Linked DNA regions of Mus musculus: region 2 is linked to region 1. Evidence: chromatin contacts called from public ChIA-PET data. All regions are on one chromosome and are shown on one strand. The core of a region is the stretch at or near the end of the contact, and the rest is flanking DNA. Distances in the headings are between cores, read along the strand shown.

The links. ChIA-PET counts read pairs in DNA pulled down with a chosen protein or histone mark.
Region 2: an RNA polymerase II ChIA-PET map of memory CD8 T cells shows a contact between it and region 1, with 6 read pairs. The contact joins two enhancer-like sites. A contact is called at or near these places in 1 of 484 Hi-C or Micro-C datasets (cerebellar granule neurons), 5 of 115 datasets of contacts at active chromatin or transcription factors (bone marrow-derived macrophages, double positive thymocytes, embryonic midbrain and 2 more) and 1 of 9 other capture datasets (embryonic stem cells).

Annotation. Positions count from the first base shown.
Region 1 is chr17:5,005,293-5,010,279 of GRCm38.p6, reverse strand. The region is part of intron 1 of Arid1b (AT rich interactive domain 1B (SWI-like)); the gene reads right to left. Among named protein-coding and RNA genes, the nearest start is that of Arid1b, 13 kb to the right of the region's middle. Within about 2 kb of position 2,674, at least 93 of the 459 cell types and tissues checked have an H3K27ac peak or open chromatin away from gene starts, as enhancers often do. A contact at or near this core is called in memory CD8 T cells, where this site is marked.
Region 2 is chr17:5,293,523-5,298,862 of GRCm38.p6, reverse strand. The region is part of intron 8 of Arid1b (AT rich interactive domain 1B (SWI-like)); the gene reads right to left. Among named protein-coding and RNA genes, the nearest start is that of Gm34854, 72 kb to the right of the region's middle. Within about 2 kb of position 3,037, at least 181 of the 459 cell types and tissues checked have an H3K27ac peak or open chromatin away from gene starts, as enhancers often do. A contact at or near this core is called in memory CD8 T cells, where this site is marked.

The DNA of each region.
Region 1 (4,987 bases), core at 1,425-3,924:
AAGAGCTTAGATTTGCCTTCACTAAGAAATTTTAAGGGAGAACTATTCAGAGCATAAAGGGAAACCATCTTCAGTCCTGTACCTTGCTCACAGGACACTACAGGGTCCCCACGTCTGTCCCAGCACCCTGAGGCCCAGGCAGCATCCAGCAAAGCAAGGGAGTGTTCTACTGTCAACTGAGAGCTTTCAAACAACCATAAACTGTGCTGTGAGAGGCTGTGCGGCCACAGCAAAGGCAGGCATGATTACCTCACAAAGAGCCTCTCCAGGAAGTGGGAGGCTTCTCTCATGCTGTCTCTCACTAGTCATCATCCTGATTCTTTCCTCTCTCTCAAACTGTGTGCACATGTGTGGGGATGTTGTGGGACATGAGGATAACCTTGCATGTCATCTTCAGTAAAACCCTCCACCTTCTTTATTATAACGGGGTTCCTCGGTGGCATGGTGCTCTTCCACTAAGCCAGACTGGCTGCCTGGTGAATCCCAGGGAGCTCCCTGTCTCTGCCTCCCTCACGCGAGGACAAAAGTTCACCATGGCAGCCATTAACTTCTACACAGGTTCCGGGGATCAAACCTACTTCCTTCTGTTTGTAGGGCAAGCCTTTTTCCAACTGAGTGATTTTTCTAAACTGTGCGAATTTTGCTGTCTGGCTGACATTTACACCCTCGTGGCAGCTCACTGTACCCATAATGGATGCAACGATATACTGCACTCTGCTGACTCCTTTAACACGCACTTCGCCTTCCAGCTGCCCACAGTCCACTTTTATCACAATTCTGCAAAGCCCCTTCCGTACCGCCGATCTGCCAATCTCCTCCTTCCTACTGTCTTGGATTCACAGCTACTGGCCTTGTACGTAAGAGAAGAGACCTGAGACACTGTCCAGTGCATCATCCATCTTCGTATGCAAAACAACTCACCCTGCACGCCTACATCCTAGAAGCACATCCACATGCAGAGCCCATGGCCACATGGACTACCAGAGGGACGCGCTCTACGCTTCGCCAGGCCATCAGCCGTCCTCACAGCTCTGCTGCAGTCACTCAGACAGCACTGGGGTTTATGATGACACTATTCTGTATGACTCTCCTGTCTTTCCATAAACCTGCCTTTTTTAATCTGAGAAGCCAAGAAAATAAAAGTAGATTTTTTTTCTTAAAAGTTTGACCAATCACTCCTGACTATGACATAACTTACCATTCTCAGCAGGACACTTTTTTAAACCCATGGAAGGCTCAGCTGTTGACTCACTGTGACCTGTGACATTTCTCTCTGCGCCTGGCCGGCTGCTCTCCCTCAGGTGTGTGTACATCTTCCCCTGGGAGGACCGACCACTCTGCATGCAGCCACTCTGACCTTAATTACATAGCCACCTTGCTACTTCACCCAGCACAGGGAGCAATCCCTCCTTCCTCCTGCATGCCAACTGCCAGCACCCCACCTCTGTTCACCTCATTCTGGAGGTGTGCCCCTGCTCCCAATCCACAGCGACACACAGAGGCTGGGCACACGTGAGCCCAGCGACCTGGAGACCAGGGCCCCACTGCTCTGAAAGCAGATGTCGTCACAACCACTTTTCTCAGTTTGTAAAAATGATCCCCCCACTCCCTCCCCAGTAGAAAGAAGCAAGTTCTCCTCAGGTCAGAAGGGCAGCTTTTCCTCTCCTTGGTCTACCAGGCCCACAGAGGAGTGAGCCCTTCTGAACCCACTGGGACAGCCAGGCTCTGACCCATGCCATAAAGCAGAGTGTTCATAGGAAGGGCTCTGCCTGAGAGCCACACAAGGCCACTTACAAGCGCCACACCGCCCAGACCCCCGCCTTCCGCCAAGAACTCATTCGAGTGCCACTTCAGATCTATTAATCGCACAATGAGAACTGTGCCTTCTGAATGCTCTACCATGCCAAGCCCATCAAGTACCTCAGCTGCCACCCGTGCAGAGCCGTGACTCCACAGACACTGACTAAGAAGACAGAGAGACACGCTTTCAAACTACTCTTACCTAATAAAAACCCACGGCTCATTAATTGCATTCATCAATATAAAACTCTCCAGTGAGGAAAACCATACGAGCTCACTTCAGACGTGTACAGCACACCTCCCCGAGGTCCAAAACCGTGTATCTTTGAAAGGCTTGCCTGTATGAAATACACATAACCCATATGGTCCACTGTATGAAAGGCATTTTGTTTTAACAACAACAAAAAACAAAACAAAGACAAAAGACAAAAGAAAAGCATTTTGTTTTCAAATATCTATAGGGAAGGAAAAAAAACAAAAAACAAAAATTCAGCAATTATTTCAAAGCCCAGACACAGGCACTTGCCTGTGTGATCCCAGCACTCAGGAAACAGTGGAAAGCCAGTGGATTCTAGACTAGCCAGTCTGTACTGCATGGTGAGATTGTTGTCTCAAATAAATGAATAATAAATAAACAAACAAATGAGAGAGGGCAGGGGAAAGGAAGGGGGGAGAAAAAAGGCAAAAAAAAAAAAAAACCCCACAAAACAACAACAACAACAAAACCTTAATTTGGAAAGGCTATTCAGCATGGATTAGAGATGCCCACAACGGAAAGGGTCCTTTCCACAGGGACACTGAGTGTCTGCATAACACTTCTGCCAGTGCCCACACCGCAGGACCTGGAGAGTCTTCCGTACCAGCGCACCAGCACACGCCTGAGTTATCTGTCCATGCTCCATGTGAGTCCAATCTCCTTGCATTACCTCTGCCCAGGTCAGGGATGAATAGCTGTCAAATTCCCACTGGAATAAAGAAAGCCGCTTTCTTCCTGAGGCGGCAGTTTCAATTCACAGAACACATGGCTAATCTACATATGTGAAGGTCGCGGCACTTCAGTGTGAGGTTAAGAACGGAGGCTCACGTAAGGGGCTGTCTTAAACGTCTTGGCAGGATGCCCAACAAGTAAAATTGTTGAGAAGCGACAGTCAGCCTCTGAAGCAGCCAGGGGAAAATATTTTGGTCACGTGGTGCAGCGCACACTACCTAGAGTGTTTCACATGAACCTTTGACAGTCCTAAAAATGATCACATGTTGGAAACAAATGAAGCTTAGGGCATTGCTGAGTCAGTCACCTGACGTTGGAGTGCACTCTTCATCCAACACCCTTCTATACAGACTTGCTAGACACACAGACAGTCAACGCGCTGACTTCTAGCCGCTCGAATATCTTAACAGCTGAGGACAAACTCTTTGCATCAGTTTTTCAATGAACCATAAAAACCCTCACAAGAGCATGTAGGCTAAAAAGCCATCCTCCTACAAGCTGTCCAAGCACACACATGCTAATAATATTCCTCCTCTGATGCCTCCTTTCTTCTCTTCCTTCAGGAGCTCTATGGCCATATGGGAAATCGCAGGGACTTCACAAGACACACAACTCCTACAGGATCAAAGTCAATACTGCTGTCTGGAGGTGCTCACGGGCCAGGAGCTCCTCACAGAGGAGGGACAGCCTGGCCTCACACTGTGCCCACCAGGTGAAAGGACAGACTGATGGAAGCCCAAGGGCTGTGGACAACTCCCCTCCTGCACTAGGCAAACCCCCACCCCACCCCTTCTGTCTTCTGGATCAGCCAACAGAATCAGAATCTGAGGTCTGGTTCTGCGAGGTTAGGGACCATTTCCAAAGCCAGCAAACTCGTAGGCAGTACAACTACGATTTTAACCTGCCTAATTCATGGCGAAAATTCATTAGAAGCAAAAGATCCAATTTGGAAGTTGTCTACCAAGATTCTTTCTCAACACAACATTTAGAGCTCAGAGTCACTCAATCAACCCTCAACAAACCCAACAAACTATGCAAATTAATGAATTGCCAAGAGTTACTTCCTCAGTAATCAAAGAGCAGCCCTCTATGATAAACAACACACAATTTAACAACCTACAAATATTCTCTGCATATCTATTTGCCTTGCCATCCTACCCCAGTAGCAGCCTTGAAAACTATGGCCCACATTTTACAACTGTTCAATAACTCAGTTTTCCTTTACTTGGCAAAGGAAGAAATATCAGAAAAAAATCTGAGGTGATTTAGATTAGAAATAAGCTTCAAATATTAACCTATTTGTTCTGAAGGAAAAAAACTGATAGACTGTTAAATTAACGACAAGAGAAAGAAACCAAATTCAGTTACGGTCTTTGTTGATGAGAAAACACTGTATTTTGTCACTCTATTAAAAGGTCCCTTTCGTTGACCATGGTACCTAATCAAGTCCACACAAAAAACCCCATAGAAGCCTGGCGTGGTGATGCACACCTTTAATCCCAGCACTCGGGAGACAGAGGCAGGTAGATTTCTGAGTTCGAGGCCAGCCTGGTCTACAGAGTGAGTTCCAGGACAGCCAGGGCTACACAGAGAAACCCTGTCTTTCCCATTCCTTGAACCAGGAAGCACAGACTGAAATGACTTGCCTGGAGTCACACAGACAATAAACATCCCATCCCCAGTGTCCTGCTCTTAACTGGCTCTTGCCCTTGTCTTCAAAGTCTCAGCTGACAGCCAGGAGCGTTCTTGCCCCCTGCCTGCTCTCTCTCTCTCTCTCTCTCACTCACTCACACACTCTCTCACTCACACACACACACACACACACATCTCTCTCTCTGTCACTCACACATACACACACACATATCTCTCTCTCTCTCTCTCTCTCTCTCACACACACACACACACACAAGCATAGAGCAGATCCCTCCCTCAAGCTGAGTGGCTGGCCTCTCACCTTCCCCCAGGGTATCAAGTCCAGAGCAGCTTTCCTTCCTGTTACCCTGAAACCCTGGTTCAGGCTGTCAGTGAGGTGAGGGTAAATGACCAAGTGACCAGATCGAAGGGCACTGCTGAACTTCACTGTTTGTTCCTGAGGGGCCTTACTTTGTAACTTGGGTTGTCCTGGAACTCAATTAGGTAGCTGAGACACATTGAACACATTAGCAGTTGGCATCGTAGGTGCGGGGGTATGCCCAGCTA
Region 2 (5,340 bases), core at 1,788-4,287, 290 kb before region 1:
GGTTTGATATGCCTTTGATTTGATTCACTGGGCCTCATCTTTTAAGGAAAACTCAGTCTTTTTAGAATTTATGTTTTACTATATTTTTATCTGAAGATTTATATTTTATAGCTTCCATAATTACTTTGTAACTCTGAAAGAGTTAATTGAAATCATAATCTTAAAATGACATAATATTCATTCAAATTCTAAGGTTGGAGTAGAAAAAAATGGACAAAGAAGGAAAGCACATTATTTAGATGACAACACAAAAGCTCCTATCTATCTCATTTCTGAAATAAAGACTCTATTTCAGCCCTTTGAAACCTAGTTTTCCAAAATCCAAAGGGCTAAATTTTAGTTAATTCAAATCACTCACTGTCTCCAGCACGGGGACCTTACTATAACCAGGGGCTTGGGCTGTGGATTTTGGGGGGGTAGGGTGGCGGGAGGGGGGAGCTGGTCTCTGACATTTTAATGCACTCTTTCCATTAATGTGTTTCCACATCAGCAGCTTCACGTCCATCAGCAGAACGGCATCAGGCTAGCCTCAGAGCAAAACACTGAGAAAGTACCTTGCCGGCAAAGAGCGGTACAGGCTATGAATTATACAGGAATGGTGTGTCTTAACAAGAGCTGCTCGGAGAGCGGATGTGTGGTACACACCAGTACAGGCCCAAGGGTCTCTGCCGAAAAGCCAGACTAACATCTCTCTGTCTGGATCAGGTCCAGATCGTCCTCCACAGAGGAAGGCTGCTGGTCGCCTAGTCTTGCGAAGCTCAGTTCCTTCCAAACTTCAAATGCTTGTGTTGTTGGCCATAGAGTAGTGACCACCATGTGATTTCAAAGGTCATCCATTCCTCTGAGAGGTGAGAAGGATGAAAGAGGTGTCAGCTCATGGTCACAGCTCCCTGCTTGTAGGTCTATCTGCTCGCGTTCCGGCTTCTTAGTGGGACTGCCTTCTAGTCAAGCAGAGTGAGGCTTCTAACTGACTGATTCTAGCATTCATTTATTTTTAAAAACTAAGTCTGAGAGTCTCCTCCCCCTGATGCTTGTTGAGACCATGGTGACTCCTCCAGGGACAGCAGACAAAGTCCAGCATGTGGCCTGCACCCCACAGCTGCTTCTCCCTCCGTTTTAATGATGGCAGAAGCGGCCCCAGCATGGGCAACCACAGGGTGAAACAGACTGGAATCCAACCCATCTGTGCCAGTAAGGGCCTACTCCTGCCCTGCAACAAGGTCCCAAGCTGCCCAGGCTCCAGGCCCCGGGCCAGTGCACAGCCCAGATCCTCTTTAGCACAAGCCGCTGGAGCTCAGCCCTCTGCAGAGAGAATGGCCTTGCTCAGACACATAGCCAGGTTCATTTTCTAGTAGCAGAATAGCTTTTATAGGATAACGCGTATGCAAAGCAAGAGTTCACCCCTTCACCAAGTTTAGGGACAGCACTGCACGGAACAAGACAGACAGCCCTTGCATCTGCTATGCCTTGCCACTACTTCAATGACCTCTAGTGACCCCAGTAATATCAGCACCTTCCAGCATAAAATAAAGGGCAGAGACTAAACAGTGTCCAAAAACCTTCTTGCTCCAGATTCTGAGCCTGTAATTGAAGCTCTGCTCTTTTGGGAGCCAACACAATGAGAACAGACTGACGATCTCTCAGACAACAGCAGACCTGGGACATCATCTTAAGAAGCTGGCAACGTTTATACTGTGCTGGGGGTTGGGGACTGTCATTGAGGGATGGAGTTCCTTCCAACCATCCTGGCTTCACGAGACCCAGGAATTTGTCAGTCTTTTGTAAAGTCATGGCTCTTGCTTGGAAGACCTTCTAAGAAAGACACATCTAGGCAATTCTTAAGGACCCAGCTCCATGTACCAACTACTGTATTTGGCAAAGAGGCTAACTGTTTAGAACCACAAGTTCTTCCTAGAATGAAGGAATGAGGCAGGGCACATTGTAGGGCTGAGGAAAGCTCTCTCACATGACTGCACGTGCTGTCAAGGTTACAGATAATAGACTTGGTCACTGCAAACATCCTATAAGCTATGGAGGTGTCGAGGATTCACAGCAAAGCCTCTTCAGGAAGCAGGGGCCAAGGTCTTCCCAAGCTTCTGGCAGACTCTACTCGGATGATGCACTCTTGAGAATACCTTCACACGAACTATCGACACTTTAAAACAATGCACAGTGAGGCCCTTTCTGAGTACAACCACTCCTTGTACGTCATTAGCTTTGAATGCTTGGGTACCATCATGTGCTTAACATAACGGATCCATACCACTTTCTATTACTGATCTTCTCCTTCATCCAAAAGATCAACAACAGAAACAACCTATATATTTGTAGCTTATTTCGTGTTGCAAGTGGATTATACACTTACAAATCACCCTAAAATGATATCAATGAAACCCCTTTTCAAACAGCTAAACTGCTATTTTCTTCTGTATTTTACAATCAACTTGTGAATGTCCACATCATAACAGCCATACACAATCCTTCCTCTTTGTTAGCTACTTAGCTGAATTAGACACACACTTCCAACCTTCATCAATAATTTGTCCTTTTGTAATTCTTTTTCAGGTTCCAGGCTCTTTGGGAGTGATGAAGCGAACATTAAAACAAACGCTGGCGCCCCAAAGGCTAAGTGTTCACTCCCTCCCCTCAAAAGAAATGCATGCCCTAAACTGGTTTCACCTGACATCCATCCATGGGGGTGGATGACCAAACAAGCAGAGAGAGTAAGACGCTCTGAGCTCCAGCACGGACAGCTATGGTGCACTGGGCAGGGCTCTCGGCCACAGGAACAGAGCCGTGTAAACCCTGGGTTCCCACAGCCCAGCCTGCACTCTGCCAGCAGGCACAGGAGGCCAGTCTGCTGCAAAGTGGGACAGAGGGCGCCTGAAATAGGAACTATACTTGGGTTTCTTTCTTTTTCAGAAAGGATATACTGTAAACATGAACGGTAACTTCCCAGGCAGCAGGTGGACAGGCAGGGCACCGCGCGCATGCGCGGGGGCTTTGCCAGGTGCAGACAGTCACAGTTGCCCCAGCTTTGCTCCTCCTCTCAATTCTAATTAAGGAGGAGGTGCAGCCTTCTAGGCAGTGCTCCCGGAAGTTGCTGGCTGGAGCACAGTCGATCTTCTCAGGCTGGTTAGCTAACATTGATTTTCTGCCCCAGTGGAAGAGATTTTACTCTGATGCATGTCATTTAAATTCATTTTACACAGCTGCTTAATGTGGCTTGGCAAGGCGCAGCAAACCAGCTTTGTGGGTCTAAACAGCACTCCTGAGTTGGGAAAGGACAGAGCCTGTGGCTCAGCAGCTGATGGCACATGTTTTTCTGCTCCTCTAGACTCATGAACTGACCCTGAAGGAACCATGTTAAAGTGCAAGAGAGGAAAAGCCAGGTTCCCAGGAATGCGTCTGTCTGTCTCACTTCATAGTTCTTTTACTTGGAGGATCACGCTCTGAGGATTCTTTGTTGCTTCGCATGGAGGACCATGTTTACAGAATTAACGACTTTCCAGGACAAAATGACCCTCTGCTCTTGCTGTCTGCAACGTGATGGGAAAGAAGACTGTGAGAAAGCTCGGCGTCAGGCCAGCCAGGGCCGAGGGCAGAGCTGGGTTTACTGTTCACAGGGCTGGGGAATGGTCCACTGTCCCTTACTACCAAGAACGGGGAATTTGGCGTGGGAGGATCCAATGAACATATATACAAACAATATTGTTAATATTATTGTTTAGTAACCCACCTAGTAACACATGCAGTTTATTAACCATACAGTTTCACAGCAGGGTACAGCAGCACTTTTGCTGTCTGTAATACTGCACTGACACCAAGACTAAAACACCACTGTGTAGGCAGAAAACTCTTGATTATTTTGTTGGATTCCCCTAGTCAAACATTCCAGGCCTCATTGGCTCCAAGGCAGGCTCAGAGAACAGTGAGGTCTCTCCTCTGCCCTGGGCAGCCCAGGCAGCAAGCCCAACTGCTACCGTGTCCAGGCTCCTGGGCAGGGGCTTTCAGGGTGGCAGCCCAGTACAGGTTCCTCTACAGAACATCAACACCAGATGGGCTTAGAGCAGAGAGGACTTCCTTGCTTCTGTGCAGTTAACAGTTTCTACTTTTCTTCTCAGGCATGAAGGAGCAGTCAGGTGAAGGACAGACACAGTCAGGACCTGGATGGAGGTATGCAGGCTTCCATCCCACTGCCATGGGATGGATATACAACAGATAGGAAGATGACCCTGTGACGTGGGTCTGCTGAGAGCTCTTCCAATGACAGCTTCAACGTAAATGCCCAGGTCTCCCAACAGCAAGCCCTGGGCATGCTGCTACTGCCCAGTCCTGGTCAGGCTCATTACCACAGGAGCCTGGCAGTTGCAACAGTTGAGGTACTGGGAAGAAAACATGGGGTGTGTGCCAGCCTCAGCCTGGCTGGGGTAAGCAGTGACCTAACATATGGTGTCCTAAAGTAAACACAAGAACAGGTTCTGTGGATTTGTTCGGAAGCACAGGTCTGAGTCCCTGACCATGCACTACTCCACACACAGTTGAGAAGGTCCCAGACAGGGATAAAGGACACTGCATTGGACCATATGGCTACCTGGGGTGGAGCTCTGCAAAACTCAACAGAGGTGGAGGAAAGGGTCAAAGAGAGAAAAGTAAGATGCTCATATTTATTCTCAACCTATCAATTCAGTATAGTTTTAACTGGAGGTGAATGAAATCAACATAAGCAGCCGCACCTGAACGGAGGAGAATGTGAGGTTAAGGTGTGGATTGGTCTGCTGATTAAACACAGAGAACAAATGTATGGCTATGTATTAACCCGTGAATTTCTATTATAAACGGACTCAGGAAGCATGGCAAGACTTTCATCAGGTGGGGCCCAGCCTTGCTGGCTCAGGTCATTACCCACTCCGTGCCATCAGAGGCCTTGTCAGATGCAATCACATACTTCCTACTTAACAGAAGGGAAGTAACTTGCTGTTATGAATTGCAACAATGGGCAGTTCATTTCAGCCATTCACATGGGAGCAGCTGTGCCAGACTCCAGCAGACTGTCTATTCAAACATTCCCTGTGGCCAGGCGGGGCTGGCTGTGGGCTGGACACTCAGGGTCAGGAGATCTGAAGTGAATGTAAAGGGCTAAGACAGAACAAGGAGGGAGTGACGGATCTCCATGTAATTCCTCCAAGGAAACATGCCAGTGTTCAGAACAGAGAATGGGACTGGGGGCTCTGCATTCCTGGAGCATCCGCTTCAGAGGAACTCTACACACACACATGTTCACAGACATCCACAGATTCACAGACACCTAAACATGCATGTTCACAGACATCCACAGAT